2 separate regions of the Mus musculus genome follow, and region 2 is linked to region 1. The links are chromatin contacts, called in public HiChIP or PLAC-seq maps. All regions are on one chromosome and are shown on one strand. The core of a region is the stretch at or near the end of the contact, and the rest is flanking DNA. Distances in the headings are between cores, read along the strand shown.

Region 1 (5,427 bases), core at 1,410-3,909:
CGTGCTGTAATATACAGATCCAAAGAAGCTAAGTAACAAGGAATGTTTAAGGAACAATGCTTGGATCTCACTCAGAAGTGGAAATAAAATAGTCATCAGACGTGGATGGACAGTTGGACGTGGGCAGGGAATACGATAGGGAGATTCTGGGAGAGAGGACCAGAAGAGTGAATGGAATTTGATGGTGGGCAGGGGAAGGGGGGATCTCTGGAAAAAGTCTGAGATCAGGGATGCAAGAGGCTCCATGGATTCTATGGGGGTGACTCTGGCTGAGTTCCTAGCAGTGGGGAATTTGGAAAGTAAAGTGGCTTTCCCCTGTAGTCAGGTAGGGTTCCAATTGAAAAGATAAGGACACCAACCTGTGAAGAAAACCTTAGACACAAAATGTGTCATACCTACAAATAGTACAGGGAGAAAGACAGAGAAGAGACAGGAAATGACCAACCCCTGATTACCCCCAATTTGCAACCCCTTTTCTGGGCAAGAACCAATGCCTAACACCATTACTAATACTCTGTTTAGTCTTGCAGACAGGAGAATGGTATCTACCAGCATCTGACAGAAACAGATGCAGAGAACTACAGCCAAATATTACAAGGAGCTCAGGGACACTCGTTGAAGAGTAGGGGGAAGTATTGTAGGATCAGGAGTGGCTATGGGCTCCACAAAACACCAACATAGTCAGTCTGATTCATATCATCAGTCACAGTAACATTAGGAGGAAATAAGAGCCTGCAAGAAAAAGGTCAGGACTGCAAGCATAGGAGACTGGACTCCTCCCTGAGGAAAAGGAAGAGGAAGAGGAAGAGGAAGAGGAAGAGGAAGAGGAAGGAATCCCACAGATTACTGTCTGGATGGTGGTGATACCATATGTGAAGTACAGTGGTAGATGTGGTTATCATTTTCCATCTGTAGAGCCAGAATGCTGTTCTGGGAAAATTCATTTAAAATCATAAGAAACCACCAGGGGGGTAATGACAGAAAACAACAGAGAAGATGATGCAAAGATGACAACCATTCCCTGCAAATACAGAGGAATACTCAAGCCAGACAAAGATGGAATCCTTTCCCACACAAGAAATGCAATCAGGTTTCTAACCCCAAACACTAGTCATTAACAGAAGGATACTAGTGAAAATTTGGATGTAACATTTCAAATACATTCGACGGAACTTCTTACAGCCCATTTGTAAGTTTTCATAATTAGAAGATGTCAATTGGATGGATTTCTATCAGGGCACTGGTGCTCAGAACTGAGACCAACCAGAAGTAATTACCACGTAGAAAAAGAAAAGCTATGTTCTAAGAATCTTTTTAAAACACATGGTCTCATGTAGCCTAGGCTCACTTTGAGTTGGCTATAAAGGAGACGATGATTTTGATTCTCTGGATTCCTGACTCCTCCCCAAAAAGCAGAAGTGACAGAAATGTGTCATAGAATTACACTTAAGTTCTCTTTTCTGTCATAGAGCTGTTTAATTAAAAATATATATGAACATAAGGTGCCTATAAATTGTATATGAGCACAATGCTGTACTCTCTCTACTTTGTAAGGAACATGTTTTGATGTACAAGGCAGCATTGCGATTCCGACTTCATATACTGTTATTTTTTTTTTCTACAGATTAGCAAAGTTAACGAGGAAATGTCTGTTATCCTAGGTATGGTTAGAAACTCATTGAAAATCCCAGTAGATAGGACAAGGTGGTCTGAAGCCCATGATTTCTGGGAGTAGACTTGAATGCCACGAGCCAGGCTCTGGCTCACTAACCCTTGGTTTGACTGAAAAGTGACAATATAAGCAAGATCACCTGAGATAGGGGGGAGGGCTGTGGTGGAGAAACCCTGAAAAAAACAAACACACACACACACACACACACACATCAACTCATCTTTTATATTTGAAAAGGAGTCCAAATTTTGGACAGAACACTTATTAAGAGGATTATTGTCTAACGATTTTTAAGCAGAAGGGCAAATTCCATATTTGGGCAAACACTGGTTCATACCAGTTACAAAATTACTCTGTGTCTATGTAGCCATGTATTGTGATGATTCAGGTATAGGATTGTACCTTCAGAATTCTTTTCAACTCGAGGCATCCATAAATCCAACAATTCATTGCAAAGGAAAAGAAACTAACATTCCATAAAACAATCACCCTCACAGGTCTCTCTGTCCCTGGACATCAAGAACTTTAGGAAGATTTGTGAGATCAAACTGGAGTAGTGGACGGGATATAAAGTTTAGTAGGCACTAGACGTCCACGTGTTCTGTATGTCCCGAGAATCTGACTACAGCTATGTAGGCACAGGCAGAGCACGTTTCCCCAGTAAAGATGAGTGCGCTCCCTTCAGCATCTCAGGCAGAGGCAGTCAGCAGACCCAGCCTGCCCTTGCCATCCTGTTGTTTCCAACCTTCTCCCCTTCAAACCTGTGCCCAGGGGCAGTGGCCCAGCCTAGGTCAGCACAGCATCTCCAGGTCAGCTCAAATCATCTTCAGCGCCCGACCAGCCACCCTGCACAGTCCCTCAGATCTGCAAGATGGCGCTGTTCCCTGCACCAACCTCCATGTCAGAGATCCAAACGCAGTGCTCAACAGGACAGACGCCTAACTTTGGGGAGAAGCTTAAGTTTGAAAATCAAATGCGGAAGTTTGATAAGAACAGCCAGCCTTTTGGTGACGTCAACGTGGTAGGGACTACATTTCCCACAAGTCAGTGCGAAGAACTTCCAGGAACCCACAGAACTAGTTTGTTGTCCGCCAGAATTCCTGCCACCCGTGAGTAGGTTAAGTTAGGAATAAACAAGGATCTGCAGATGGGCAGACACGGGCATTTGGACTCTTAAAGTCCGGTGGTCGCAGCACCCTATGTTAGCCTGTGCATCGAACCTTTTACAGTGATGTTTACCACGTTTCCTAGTTATTTCTGCTAGGACGCTGTGGTTTTAAAGGAATTTAAAGTATTTTACTACCATATGGAAAATTCATCAGTTACTTAAAAATATGGAAGCTAATTTAGGACTGAGCATTATCTCTTGAAGATGCTCTTGAAACCATCCTTGGTGACCCTGATTGTCTTGCAGCATCTCAGGTGGTTAAGAGAAACAAATTAAAATTCAAAGCTAATTACCACCAGGTGGTTTCTGAGCACTGCTTTCCTCCCCTGCATCTCTCCCAAGGGGAAGGGGGCAGGCAGACAGAGCTCTTGGGATCACAGAGGTATATGTACAGAGAGACAGGAAAATTAATAAGGAACATCAAAACCTAACACAGGAAATTCTATAGTGCACAGTGGACCAAGGCTAGGCCACTATCCCTGGGCACAGGTTTGAAGGGGAAAAGGTTGGAAACAACAGGATGGCAAGCGTCCTTGGTCCATTGTGCACTATAGGATTTCCTTTGTTAGGTTTGATGTTCCTTATTAATTTTCCTGTGTCTCTGATGATCCTGTCATCATTCATATTTCACCATATTTGAACATCAGTGGTATCTGCCTTGAACTTCCCACATTTCTCTGAAGCAGAACATCAAGATAACTCCTTCTTGAATACAAAGGTATCAGAAATGTGTTCATATAACTGTCAAATGATATCACTGTATTAAAGAAGTTACACTGGAAACATGGAGTATTGAGAATTCCCATCTCTTCTTTGGAAGGCTTATTCTTGTGCAGTTCATGCTTGAGTCAAAGTTACAAACCCCATTGCTAGCTCCCTGGGAGCAGTAGTATGCTAGCAGCCTTCAGATGAACATGTAGAACTCTCAGCTCCTCCTGTACCATGCGTGCCTGGATGCTGCCATGTTCCCTCCTTATTATTGGACTGAACCTCTGAACCTGTAAGCCAGCCCCAATTAAATGTTGTCTTTTATAAGACTTGCCTTGGTTGTGGTGTCTGTTCACAGCTCTAAAACCCTAAGACAACTAGGCTATGTACTATTTACTGAACTAAGACAGGAGTTGGTACCAGGAGTGGGGTATTGTTGTGATAGGCATGACCACGCATTTGTCTGGAAGAATGTGGATTTGGGGACTTTGGATTGGGAAGCAGTAGAATGCTTCAAATGGGGCTGAAGGGGCTATCCTAGAAAGAATATGAAAGACTTTGTTGCTGATAGTGATGTGGCCTACAGACAGTTTTTGTGGTATTTTGGTGAAGAATGTGGCTGCTTTTTGTCCTTGTCTGATGAGTCTACCTGAGTCTAAGGTAAAGAGATTTATATTAATTGTATTGACAAAAGAAGTCTGAAAATAGCCCAGTAGAGACTTTGTTCTCTGGTTAAGTTTCATGAAGAGCATTTTGAACAAGCTTAGCAAGCATAGGAAAAACAAATAAAATATATGGTTCAAGTCTTAAAGGGACACCAAGAAGTGAAATGGAGCTGAATCCTATGTTCTTGAAAATAACAGCTTGAAGAATTTTGGGACAAGATTCCATCCAGCTAAGTTTAGATCCAGGCAAAGTGGTATACACATTTAATCCCATCATTACAAGGGACAAGGCCATGCAGATCTCTGAATTCAAGGCCAGCCTACAGTGCAAGTTCCAGGGAAGCCAAGTTCAGACAGTGAGGTAGCTGGAAAACAGAAAGCCGGTAATAGAATAAGGGCACCAATGTTCCAGTGCCAGTAAGCAGTAGAACATGGTAGCTTTAGCCATGTGGCTCTGGCTTTAGAGTAAAAACAGAAGGTACTACTGGGATAATTGATGGCTACCTGGAACTAAGATGTTAGTGGTGATTAAGGAGAGCCCAGTATCATTGAGGTGAAATCTTCTGGGAACTATTTTCTGAGCACACAAAAAAACTGTGTTCCAGAGATAGCCAAGGTTGTACCTTGTACTGCAGCTATACTTGGTAATATGTAAGAGTCACCCAGGTGGTACTGGGTTTGAAGGCATGAAGTGGTCATGAAGAGCAGCTGAGGCTTAGCACTGTGAGAGGTCATGGAAGGACATTGGTGAAGGTGCAGCCTCAGTTGTTGGCCCAGGAATGAAGGGGTCAGGCAAAGGATTTGAGGCTTGGCACCATGAAGAGATCTCATGAGAAGCTACTGTTGGTGAAGCCTAGCTTCAGCAGAAGACCCCAGTGTATTGAAGATGTCATTACCATGGGATGATAACCCAGAACATCAGTGGCAGTGGAGTGGATCAACCTGAGCCTCAAATGCTACAGATAACAGAGCTGGAGAAGGGATATTAACCCTTTGAAGGAGGCCAGAAGATTGTCTGTGAATATCAGACACTGAAACAAGAAGCTACAATATTGAAGTTGCCTTGGAGACTGCAAGATTTTCGAGATGCCAGATTCATAAAATATCTCTGGAGGAATACTACTTATAGGAGTGGAATCAATCCAGGAAAACAAGTTTGTTGTAGTCAACAAAGATTAAAAAAAAAAAATGGAGTTGGAGATCTGAAGACCACT
Region 2 (5,326 bases), core at 1,121-3,620, 89 kb after region 1:
GGCTGTGTACATTAGATGTCTAGATGAATCTGTGGATTTGAAAAAGCCCATGTATTTTTCTGAGTCTGAAAGCACCAGTACATGGAGTGTATTCAGTAAAGCGTGGGGACTCGCACCCTGATCCATCTGACTTATTTTTACATAGATTATGGAAAGAGGAGAACAATAGAAAGGAGACTTAGAAAAAATTGGCATGGGACCAGACTCCTTTCACATAGTTACTACATAGGATACTACATAGGATAATGACTATGGAGGACACTATGAAAAATACTTTAATAACAAAATGGCAATGTAATAAGAATCTGCACTCCTCAGGTGTGCAGATGTGTTTGGCTCCTGTTCCAATCCTTTGTACTTTCTCTTCACGGCCTCTGATATAATCACACACGTTAGCAGGATCTGACTGTCATCACCCACCACAGCTCCCCTCAGAAGTTTCCAGACATGACTTGTCTAATACAGCAAGGTTCATGCATGAGTTGTAAAGACAAGAAACTCGTTCCCTCATACTAACATTAGGAAGCCTGGGAGGACAGAGGGATAACTACACACCAAGGGGACCTGGACGTAAACCTGTGCAAGAGGACGGCATCCCACACTAGTAGTTTGCTTTACTGGTTGCAGACGGCAGTACCTGTGTGAGGGGCCGTGGAGGACATGGGTTTGTTTCAGCTAACTGTAAGAAGCCTCTATAAGCAGCTAAGCCTCTGGGAAAGGGACACAGGAAGGTATCCCAGATGAAGATGCAGAAAAAGACACATGGACTAAACCACAGTAGCCTGCATCAGTCAAGAACTTCAGAAAGGTGATGGGGAAATGATGGAGTCTCTGCCTAGATATGGAAGGAGCCAACTGGAAGAATTCAAGCAAGACCAGAAGGAAGCATTCTCAGGTCATGGCAGAATCTAAAACTAACTATCCAAAAAGAGTGGACATTCACTGCAAATAGGCAGAATATTCAAGCAAGGGAAAGAGGAGAGTCCTTCCTCACACAGTAAATCCAAACAACTAATCACCCAAATGTACCATCTTTAACAAGAGCATGTTAGTGAAAACAAAGTTTGAATCCCACATGGATTGGGTCGGCAGAAGGGAAGCATGTGTACTTTGTAAGACACCAAAGTGTTGATTGCAGGGGTTTTCCACGGCTCTCACTGGAAGACATGGAATGAATCATAGAGAGTATTTCTCACGTCCATCAAGCATGATTAAATGTTTTCTGACACAGATTGAGGCAGCTTACATTGGCCTTGAATTTGCTATCAAGCAGGGGATGTCCAGAGGGTCCTGCCCCTCCCCCTCACAAATGCAGAGATAACAGGAATGTGCCTCACAGAAGGCTCAAGCTTCTTTTGATCACAGGCCTGTTTTCTCTAAATCACGTGAATACACACAGGTCTGTGAGCTCTTCCTCACCCTGCTGACCTGACACAAAAGCCTGGCCCCCTAAAACAAGGCCACGTGAGATTTTCCCCCTGATCATGGACTAGCTCAACAATTTAGCCCAGATGAAGACGTGGTGAGGCAAGCATTGTGGGCTAACCAAACATCCTGTCTTACCACCACCACCACCCCCAAATTACTCAACCCTAAATTAGGGATGGGGGACTTTTCAAAGGTTTGAGAAAAGCAGCCCGCAAGGTGAAACAGGCTTCAGCCTCCCTGGTTGGCACTCTGCTTTGTAGTCTTTCCCTCCATGTGTTGACTATGTGTGCTGTCTCAGCCCTAGTCAAAGCTTCTCTATAGCGGGTCCTTCTGGCAGATCTCCCTTCTGTGTTACAGAATTTCCCAACATGCCACCGGTTGCAAATCATATATATGTATTTAAATCATTCTTAATTCTTTAAATGGCAGAGAAAATGAATATAATCAAAACCATTACAATAGGCCGGCTACGGAGTGCCGGAGGAACCAGAAAACCCATTTACTGAGGAATCTCACAGCAGCCAGGTGAGAATGGGGCACCAGGTTAGTGTGCTTCCCAGCAGAGCAGGTATTACAGGAGCAGGTAGTCAGCTTACCACTATTAGCTTGCAATTCTTGCACTTGCACTATTATCCACTCCCCCGCTACCTACCTGCTCCGGTGTAGACTCGGGCTGCACGCAGTGTTCCAAAGAATCCTTCACAATCCCAAACACCCAGTCCCCTACCCTGCCCTGCAACCTCACCTGTCCCAGCCCGTTCAGCGCGGCAAGTCCATGCAGCTTCTTCCGCCCTCCCACCTAGCCTAGGTCCGCTCCCTCTGAGACGGAACCCAGCTCCCCAAGCTACGCTGCTCCCCCGACCAACCTCTAAGTCAGAGATGCTACAGGAATCTTCAGCATCACAGGACTCCAGTCCAACTTTCGGGAAGATTGACGAGTGTTGACCAAAAGCCGGGTGGGATTTGCTTGTGACGTCGGAGTCACGTGGGTACTGGATTGCGAGAAGAACTTCCTGGAGTCCAGGTAGGGCAACTTCTACTGTTCCTGGATTTCTTCTTGGAAACCTGCAGTAGAGTGTGGAAGGAAAATGCAGAGTTCCTATGACAACCACGGGGAGTCAGGATGGTTTTTGTAAAGAATACATGGCCTCAGAAGGCATTTTCCCCGATGCTGTAAGCTGCCCCTGCCCGCCTGCACAGAGGCTGCACTCGCGGTGCAGTTTACAGCATCGGGAAGAATGCCTTCTGAGGCCATGTGTTCTTTACAGTTTTCAACTCCACAGCCACAACAAGAGGTGTATGGATGTGAGTAGAGCCTTTCACAGAAATATTAGGCTTACAAGTCCTTTCTGGTCCACGTGTTCTGATTTTAATCTTACTACCCCCGGAAAAACATCATGTTGACTCAGTTGTACTTTAAAAAAATAATGAAGCACTACGCTGATGTAGAGATGAAAATTATCTTTTAAAAAGGGATTTTCAACTCAGCCTTGGTGTGCCTGATTACGCTCCTAGCTTCTCAGAGGTTACTGACAAATGGATCCAAGGCTGTAATGGACAATTTAAGTACACCTTCTTTCTAAATAAGAGGAAAACGTAAATACAAAACAAAACTTAGACAGATACGTGGTAAAGCAGTTTGGTGTAGTCCGACTATCAGTCAAAGTAGGTACCTTGAATGAGAGTCTGGGAACCGCCAAAACAAAAGTTCTGATCCAGGCTCAACTTTATTGCAAAGCAGCAGACTTACAAAGGCACAGAAGCGATCAATAGCCAATAGCTGCTCCAGTCAGGGTGTGTTATAACAAGGCTCTCACTCATCCATGCATGCTTTATGATTGGTTTTAGCTTCTACAGATGTCCACATACTTATTAACCACAGTGGGTTCATGCAGGCAATGGCAGTGACATATCTGGCCAATGCTGTTTCACTGTAGACATCACTATACCTGGCTCTGACTATCTTGTGGCTATCACTTCTCCCTCATGGATCCTTGAGGTTTGGCACTAGGGGTGTGATGTCGGTGTCCCACTTAGGTCAGTGCATCCACAGGGTATATTCCTTGCACTTTCAGGAAATGTGAGCTTGTGTGTTATTCTCCATCTACCACACAATTCATATTTTCTGACAGATTTTGAGAGGTGCCTGGATCTCTGGGTAGAAAACTATAACCTTCCCTCAGCCTGAAGCTGGCTGAGCCAGAACTTGACCTTGCTGCCACTAGGGAGATTACCTAGGGTGGAGCCTTCCTCCCTAGATCACTCTATTGTTCAGCCAGTGTCTCTGTTCCTCTTCAAGATACTGCTACCTGCTGAGAGGCCCCGGAGCTATTCCGGAGACTATGCCCTATCCTGCACATCATCACCACCTGTTATTAGATACAGCCTGTGGGATGCTCTTTAAATACAATTAGAAGATGACTGGTTACTCCAATAATATCAGGCCACCATTGCAACAGGAGGCTCATCTTCCTTACTATACTCCAAGGTTCATAGCTGAGTAAGAATGTTTATTATTTTACACCCATGATAGCATACATGGTTCCATGGTGATGCCAAGTGTGCTGAAGGAGATGGTTGACAAAGTGCAGTGCTTGGTCAAGCCGGAAGACCCCCCCACTGCCCTCGATGGAAATTTGCTTAACACCTTTTGCTATTCTTATATTTCTCACTGTTAAAGGGTCTCTCTCCAAAGGCTAGAGCTGCGATAATAAAAAGCTGGTGTAAACAAGAAGGAAATTAGTGGTCACTCCCTAGGAAAGAACAGTTATGCAGAAAATTGAGTCTTTCTTAAGAATGTATTATTCACACACACATTTAGATCACTAATGAGTATTGTTAGGAAGTTTGAGTCAGAGAATTTGACAAAAAATATTAAAGAAGTGAAACTTAGGGAAATCATAGAAGCTGACAAACTGTAATTGAACTGCTAGGTTTTTATGTTCTGCTTTAGAAACAAGGGACTTGTATAAATAGGAATAGACTCTAATCATACAGTTAATGGCAAGCCTTGGTACCATTCTGAAGGCAAAAGTAGGCAGTTTTAAGAATCCTGATGTTGTTCTGCTCTTTACAGAATTGTGGTGAAGATAGGAATTGTACTGAAACAAAGGTTCATGACAGAGACACAGAGGAAAGCATTTTAGCTCTGTGAAGTGCCTGCCTTCATGAACAGAATTGTCAGCCCAGAACTCGTTTGATGGACCACCTTTGCTTAAGCAAGAGGCTGCACAATATTTTAAGAACCAAAGAAAAACAGATGGTGATCTTATGCCAAATATCAAAGAAATGCAGAGGGTCAGAGAAATTAAACCTTTGTAGAAAGCCAAGGTTGATATAACATGTATAGGAAATAATTTCTCCTCTATTAACCTTATGCCAAACTGAAACAGAATTCCATTCAAATAGAACCGTCCTTTCTGGTATGTCTGTAACTGCAAGGCTTTACAACTCCATCTTAGCGAAGAAGATACTCAGTTTAAAGAAAACTAATTTCAGCGTGTTAATTTTCAGTTCTCAAAAAATTGTTGTTTGCTTGCTTTGTTCCTCTCTCAATATTCTTAAGTAGTCAAGGAAGACTTTAGAAGTAAATGTATTTTGAAAAGCTGTGTAATCAATGAATTAAATTTCTGAGGAAACCATTTGGTGTATAAGTGAAGCCACTAAGAGACTTAAGGTTGTCAGAGTACACACACACACACACACACACACACACACACACACACACACACACACAGACACACACACACAGAAACAATACTTTCTGAATTAAACCGAATTAGAGATTCTATATACTGGAACCAAACATGACTGACAATGTGTTCTGTCAGTGTTTCCAGGGGAGACAACCACTAATTCCCATTCACCTCAGACTGGCACCAATGCCGACGATTTCAAA

The links. HiChIP or PLAC-seq counts read pairs in DNA pulled down with a chosen protein or histone mark.
Region 2: a contact with region 1 is called in an HNF4G HiChIP or PLAC-seq map of pancreatic cancer cells. The contact joins the promoter of Zfp459 here to the promoter of Zfp595 in region 1. A contact is called at or near these places in 4 of 39 promoter capture datasets (hippocampal neurons, liver, macrophages and 1 more), 3 of 484 Hi-C or Micro-C datasets (CD4 T cells and embryonic stem cells), 5 of 115 datasets of contacts at active chromatin or transcription factors (effector CD8 T cells, embryonic stem cells, intestinal villus epithelium and 2 more) and 4 of 9 other capture datasets (adipose tissue, liver, macrophages and 1 more).

What each region holds. Positions count from the first base shown.
Region 1 is chr13:67,329,901-67,335,327 of GRCm38.p6, forward strand. Zfp595 (zinc finger protein 595) reads right to left here and starts at 2,660. Exons shown (of 5, transcript NM_177622.3): 1 at 2,567-2,660. The coding sequence starts at 2,572.
Region 2 is chr13:67,419,048-67,424,373 of GRCm38.p6, forward strand. Zfp459 (zinc finger protein 459) reads right to left here and starts at 2,371. Exons shown (of 4, transcript NM_177811.4): 1 at 2,295-2,371. Gm33787 (a long non-coding RNA gene) reads left to right here and starts at 2,396. Exons shown (of 2, transcript XR_382593.2): 1 at 2,396-2,452; 2 at 4,505-5,326.